Regions from separate parts of the Mus musculus genome. Here region 1 is linked to region 2. The links are chromatin contacts, called in public HiChIP or PLAC-seq maps. All regions are on one chromosome and are shown on one strand. Each heading gives the region's core, a stretch centred on a gene start, on an enhancer-like site or on the middle of the called end of the contact. The rest is flanking DNA. Distances are from core to core; before and after follow the strand shown.

What was found. HiChIP or PLAC-seq counts read pairs in DNA pulled down with a chosen protein or histone mark.
Region 1: a contact with region 2 is called in an H3K27ac HiChIP or PLAC-seq map of epiblast stem cells. The contact joins two enhancer-like sites. A contact is called at or near these places in 8 of 39 promoter capture datasets (the 3T3-L1 cell line, embryonic stem cells, epiblast stem cells and 3 more), 2 of 484 Hi-C or Micro-C datasets (germline stem cells and myocytes) and 6 of 115 datasets of contacts at active chromatin or transcription factors (the SCID.adh cell line, embryonic stem cells, epiblast stem cells and 1 more).

What each region holds. Positions count from the first base shown.
Region 1 is chr4:45,589,649-45,592,978 of GRCm38.p6, reverse strand. No RefSeq gene overlaps it. Among named protein-coding and RNA genes, the nearest start is that of Gm22055, 43 kb to the right of the region's middle. Within about 2 kb of position 1,303, at least 40 of the 459 cell types and tissues checked have an H3K27ac peak or open chromatin away from gene starts, as enhancers often do. A contact at or near this core is called in embryonic stem cells, epiblast stem cells, extraembryonic endoderm stem cells and 2 more, where this site is marked.
Region 2 is chr4:45,512,170-45,515,471 of GRCm38.p6, reverse strand. The region is part of intron 1 of Shb (src homology 2 domain-containing transforming protein B); the gene reads left to right. Among named protein-coding and RNA genes, the nearest start is that of Shb, 17 kb to the left of the region's middle. Within about 2 kb of position 1,316, at least 220 of the 459 cell types and tissues checked have an H3K27ac peak or open chromatin away from gene starts, as enhancers often do. A contact at or near this core is called in embryonic stem cells, epiblast stem cells, extraembryonic endoderm stem cells and 2 more, where this site is marked.

The DNA of each region.
Region 1 (3,330 bases), core at 54-2,553, 78 kb before region 2:
CTGTCTTCACAAGTCTTCTGGGCTGGCCTGACTTGTGTTTCCATGGTAACATCTTAACCATCAGTGACCATGTGAACCAAGTGTGTCCCATGTTTTGCCTCTGCCCTAAGGAATCCTGTGTCCTCTTTTAAATCTTGAAGACATGGCCCTAGGTGTGTCTTCTAAAGAGTTTAAAATCCAGTCAAGATGACAGTGAAGATTAGCTGTGGTAGATGACATCTAGGAAGGGGCCCAAACACAGGAAAAGCACGTGGGCAAGAAGAGCACCAACTGTTGGCCTACCCTGTCTTCCAGAGCTTCTGTTTCCAGTCAGGAAATTCTGTTTCCCATTCCTGAGAATTTAGTGAAACCCTTAAAGACCACTCAATATTGTCCACCCCAGTTCCAGGAATGCAGGCCAATGGAATGAATCTCTTCCTCCAACGTCACACTATCTCTCTCAAGCCTCCACTCCCACCCCACCTTCACCTGCCACCTCAGGACTTCTCTCAGACAGCCTGACCAGTAGTTGTGATGTGGAGGCTGGGCTGAGCTCCCTTCCCTGAGCTTGAGTGAGAGGGTGTGGACAGAGAGGGGTCTCTTTTACGGGACACATTGGACAAACCACACATAGCTCCAAGATCAATGCGAAGATTGTGTCTGGGATCTGGGAGATGTCTCTCCACCACTTCATCCCTATGCGCTACAACAAAATGAGGAGGATAAGATGCCAGCCCCTGTCAGGGAAACCACAAAATCTTCCCCAGCTGAGAGTAATCCCTGGACTCCGCCCAACTCGCCCAACTCCGCCCAACTCGAGACTGGGCTTCCCCAACTGGAGCGTGAAGAGGGCCCTTCCAGCCCCATTGTTGGAGGCAGAATGGCTGGGAATTCCTAGGATGGGAGGAGTGTAGCTAAATCTCAGAGAAGTACAGCCCACCCCAGCCCAGCCACACCAACCAGCCCTGCTCACCCTATTCAAACCCTCCCTCAAACAGTCAAGTGATAAAGGGTCATCCCCAGAAATGGGAACCTCATTGATATGGTCTCTTGCTGGAGCCCCCCAAAAGGGAAGTTCCTGGAACATCGTCCACCCCGCCTCTTGGCAGCCCCTCCCACTTCATTTTCACTCCCTTGGATGATGGACAATGAGGCAGGAAGAGCCCAAGGGAGGCTGGGAACTAGGAACTGGTGGGGGGGGGGGATCCACAGATGACAGAAGTCTCTGCTTCAGGGTTCAGCTCTGCCACTGTCCACGCTGTGTGCCTTCTCGTCCCCGGGCCTTTCTCCTTCGAGGCCTCTCTCCACCCTGGGTCTGTGGGTCTGCACTTACCTCAGTGCTCAGCCCCAGCGCTTCACTGCTGCCCCCAGACCTTCCCACAGTTCCTCACTCAGCTCCGCCACTTTCCCCAAAGAATAATTAACCTCCGTCAGGTGCTCCTGGGAAGGGCTGGGAGCAGCAGGGGAGCACTTTGCAGAATAAGAAAGCCATTTGAAGCGAGGGATCGGGCGCGGCTCCTGCTGCTGCTTGTCAGCCAAACTTACCGCGGGGAGTCTCTTACCCTTTGGTTTCTGGCAAGACCCCGGCCGCTTTGTGTTTATTTATTCATTCAACAATTATCGATTGTGTACCTGCTGAGAACACCCATCCTAAGTGCAGGGAGAACAACACAAAGACAAGTTCTTGCTAGTCGCAAGTTTTGCTTTCCTGTAAGGAAAAGGGACAATTGCGCCCCCCTTTTCTCCCTCTCTATGCATGCACAAGTATGATGTCAGAGGGAAAGAAAATATTCAAAACACAAAAATAAGGCTCCCATCACCTACAACACCATCTAACAAGCTGCCATAAGGCTAGTGGGAAATATTTAACCACTTCTTTCCAGGCTTGTAGCTTTACTTCAGGATACTGTTGAAACTTGAAGAGGTAAGACCTCTCTGGAGGAATTCCGGGATCCTTCCCTTTGTAACCTCTGCTTCATAACCAGCAGGAATCAAAGACTTTAATCTGCCAGCATGATGTCCCTCGCAGGCACAAGAGGCTAAGCAGCTGTGGGCTGAACCTTCTATCATCAATAGCCAACATAACCCTGCCTCTACTATGTCTTCAGATGTTTTGGTTGTAGCAATGAAAAGTGAGTAACATAGCCTGATGGTAGACTGGGATCCCAAATATGAAATCCACTCCGCACAGCTGGCTATTTAAAGTTAATTATTACCTTTATAGGTAAAATATAATAACCACATGCATCTATATATGTGCACATTCATAATTTATGCAAATATAATATTAAATTAATGATATCCGATCTTAATGTGTTTTGCTAATCCCACTGGGTGAGAAAAAGACTGTTATGGGGTCTGCTTGATCCAGCTTAGAAATCAATTCACACACCAGTTCAATGCAGATGACAAAAATTTATTGTAATCAAGCCACTACTGATTGATCAGTGTCGCAGAACAGATTTGGGGGCTGACTACTGTTGGTTTACATGCAATTCCACTAGGCTTCCCCGTGGGTCCTAGCAACGGCTTACATCATCATCTGCCGCCAAAACCTGGGCCGCCAAGTGCTGATATTAAAGGACTGCTTGCCAACCCATTTCTCTTTGTTCCCACCAGTCTCTCTCTTCCCCTTTCTGTCCTTCTCTGTTCCAGCTTCAACGTCATGGCTCTGCTCCTGTCTGTCTGCCTCTACCCCTTCTCCAGGTCCCCACTCTCTTCCCTTCCCCCAAATGAACCTCCTTTATACCAGGTCTGTTGTATGATGGGTTTTACCAGGAGGACGGACACCTTGGCATGGGCCCACCAGGTACTAACACATCTCTCGCCGCATTATATTTCATAATAAATGTGACCCCTGAACCAGAATATCACAGACTATTTAAGCTTACAAATCACATACATCTGTACCAAGTTATTGTTACATTTTTTTCATCAATCGGTATTTAGGAGTAAGGGTTTTCTTTATGTGGCTAATCTATGTCAATTGACCTAGAATGTAGGTACTACAGTTCTACCAATCAAATCCATTTGTTCTTTTGCAGTTAGGAACAGTCATTATGTTCTGGAACAGAAGATAACAGAAGCTGTTCAGCTGGCGAACTCCTTGGTTGCCCTAGGACGTGGGATCTTGAACCTAGTTTCCTCCTGTAATTAAATACAGTCTGAAACAAAATGGTAGTACTTAGGACATGTTTCTTTTGTTTGCTCCCAACATGACCATTGCCACAATTTTTTAACCAAATTTGAAGCAAGCTTTATTAATTACTGGCCAGGAGAATGGACACTGGCCAGGTCCACACGGGGATTTCCAGAGACTGGCACCAAATAATATTACTCAGAAACTTATAC
Region 2 (3,302 bases), core at 67-2,566:
TTTCAAAGGCTTGTGTGAATGGGGCATGGCTAGAAACCTGGAATTCAGTCTAGAAGTTGGTCAGCCCCCCTATCCCCAGTAAGATTGTCATCCTTAGTCTTCCTCTGTTACTGTGGTGTGACATTACCTGTTCTTTAATGAAAGACCACCGTTCTGTAAGGGCTTCTGGCATTTACCAGCCTCGGTCCAGAGATGTTCAAACCTTGACTGGCATATGTGGGTAGACTCAAAATAATGAGTTTGACCTAGAGGTTATACTATAGCGGTCTGTGTTGTAAATTGTCGAGCGGCATGGACTTGATTTTAAAATGCTCCTGCAGGACAGTACTGGATTTGATCCCAGAAACTGTGTGGTGTAGTCCTGTGTTCTTGTAATCCCAGCACTAGGGAGGCAGAGATGGGCACACCCCTGGGGCTCCCTGGCCAGCCAGCCTAGTTTACCTGACAAGATCCTGTCTCAAAAGCAAGGTAGGCAGCAGTGGGAGAAGACACCAAGAATTGACCTTTGGCCTTCACCCACATTCCTGTACACACATGAACAATGTATACACATAGTCTAAATCCCTGGGTTCCCTCTCCAGCAGGCACAGCAGGGTGTGCTGGTGTACGAGGCCATTGAGTTCTAGGCAAGACCTGTCGGAAACAGAGTTAGCTGTTGGCTTGTTTCAGGTCAAAAAGAGTGACCAGAAACAGTGAAGGAACATGGTGACACAGTTGGGAGGCGCCTCAGGAGTCTGAGGAATTTATTCAAGAATAGAATGAAGAGTGTTACGGTGATTTAGTTACTTTAAAGCACTGGAAAAAACCACGGGAAATGGCTGATGTGAGATGCAGGCCTGTAGTGAGAAGGAGCAGCCGACAGGCGTGGAGTTCAGCGACTACTGTGGGGCTGCAGAGGGAGAAGCTGTGGGTGAAATGCCTGCGATAGGAAAAGCCTGTGTGTGCATTCCCCACACTTCCCCCCAACACACCCCACCCCCCACTTGCAGAAAAGGGGCAGGGAGGAAATAGACCTGAATTGTTAACAGTGGCTGTCACAGGAAGGTTGGATTATTTTACAGTTTCAAGAACAAAGGCAGATTATTTAATCACAAAAGCAAATTAGAAAATGAAGTTTCAACAAGACTGAAAAGCACTGTCAACAACAGTGCCGCCCCAAGCTCCCTAGGAGGGGTGTGGGAAGGTAGGGAAGTTAGGCAGTGACCAGCTGAGATTTGTGCTGGGCCATCTGAATGAGTTGCTGAACTTCAAAGCCAGGGCTGAGGGTGTCTCATTGTGTCGGAATGCTGGTGATCACAGGAAGTGGTGACAAGCCCTTTGTTATATAAGCCTACCAGGCTTGCTCATCCATGCTAGCCCTCCGTGCTGGATGCGACCGACATCTGTCTGTATCAATGGCCACAGCCCATGCTTAGCACTGTATCGGAAACGCACTGTCAGGCCGGGGAAGACGAAGTTCACACCCTCTCTTCCTTAACTCCCTCTGGGGCTGTGGGGCGGGGGAGGAGGGGAATTACCGCAGAGGGAGGGCCTGACTGGCTGTATTCCTGCCTGACCCAGGAAGGGGTGGGGATTTTCTTGGCTACCTGCCAAAGCAAGAGCCTGCATTTTGATCTCTTCTGTTTCTCCAGTCCTGTCTGTCTGTCTGTCTTGCTGTGACATCTGTGAACATGCTGTGGAATGTTGTTGCTCTGCAGACAGGGGACAGTTTTCCTCTCAAACTCAGCAGGAGGCAGACAGAAGCACAGGACAGGTGCCTAGTGAAGTCTCAGAGCCTCTGTGTGTGTGCTGCAGGTGTGTCCCCACTGGTAGATGAGGAGCCCTGAGTCTCACAGGGAGGAGAGAGCTCAGTTCCTGTCTCAGGGCTTTGGTAGTGGTGGTTTTGTTTGTTTTTGTTTTGTTTTGGCTGCTTTCTATGGTCTCCAGGGCATGCTGTACTCTGCCCTATTAGTTAAGTCCCTGCATTGCCCCATGTGGTCCATATAGATGTGAAAGGAATGTACCAACCATTTTTCTTCAAAGGGAGGTGTCCTGGGGGTCAAGGCCTGCCAAACTTCCCTGTTTTTGTTGACCTCCCTGTGTTATCTGGACACCGGGAATCCGGCTCCTTGAGCACACATACTTATTTTTCATTGACCACCCCCCACCCCCCAACAGCTGGAACAGAACCTGGAACACTGAAGCCGCTTTGGGTGAATTGGACTTTCAACGTCCAGGGCCAGGTGCCTTGGCAGGTCCCATCCTGTCTGAGCCACTGGGCCTGCATTTGTAAAATGGCCAGGTGTTAGTCTTGTTCAGAAATCTTTCCCCAAAGGCTTCAGCCATCTCCAGACAGCAGGTTCCCATAGAATGCAGTAAGAGAGACTCAGAAACCATGGCGAGTGAGGGTTTCTTACTGTCAGGTCAAGGCCCAGTCATCCGACGACTGTTGTTTGCAGTTAAGGAGACACAAGAAGTCAAGTCCCACAGCTTCGTAAGGAAACCACGTTTCTCACTATGGTTTCCAGTCCTCCTGTGTGGACGGCACTTGGCCTGCTCTTGGAAGGCCTGTGTGTTCATTCTCTGGTCGATCACTCACTTTTTCACCTGAATGGCGTTGGAAAAGCCTCAGGCACTTAATATCTAAAACTGCAGAGGGTGGAAAATTTACCAGGCCAAGAGCTTCAGAGAAATGTGGGGCCTCCTTGGGGAATTGCTCAGACAAGAGAGACCAGTAGGGTGTTTAGGCATGAGTCTGTTGCCCCAAGGGTGACAATATGTTGTTGGCCTGTGTTAAGTTTTTCATTTGTACAGCACAGGGGTCAGCAGGCTTTCTGTATGAAGCATATAAGGATGAAGAGTTTTAGGCTTTTGGCAATGGCAACTCGGTTTCTCTTGTAGCTCCTCAGCTCTGCCCTAGTCACGCAGCAGGGGTTGTGGACAGTGTGAGCAAATGAATAGGTGGGGCTGGGCTCCGGTTCCCACTGTGGACACAAACAGAGGAGTTGCTCCTCTTCATATTCAAGGCCCATATTGACTTGTTCTTGCTGGGTTTTATCCAAGCCCGTTTTGACCTTCTGAGTTCATGGAGAACCCCATCCTCTCCACCCCTTAGCTCCCTGCAAGCCCCCTCTGGCCCAGGCATGCAGAAGGCCTTTCATCTCTCCTGAGTTGCACCTAAGTTACCTACATTCTCATGTCAAAAATACATTTTTATTTTTATTTATTTATTTTTAAACCTACCATCTTTTGATCTTCTAGCAACTCTGTTGTCCTGGGTAAGATCTCTCATCATATCTCATCTGATACACTGTAAGGGTTAA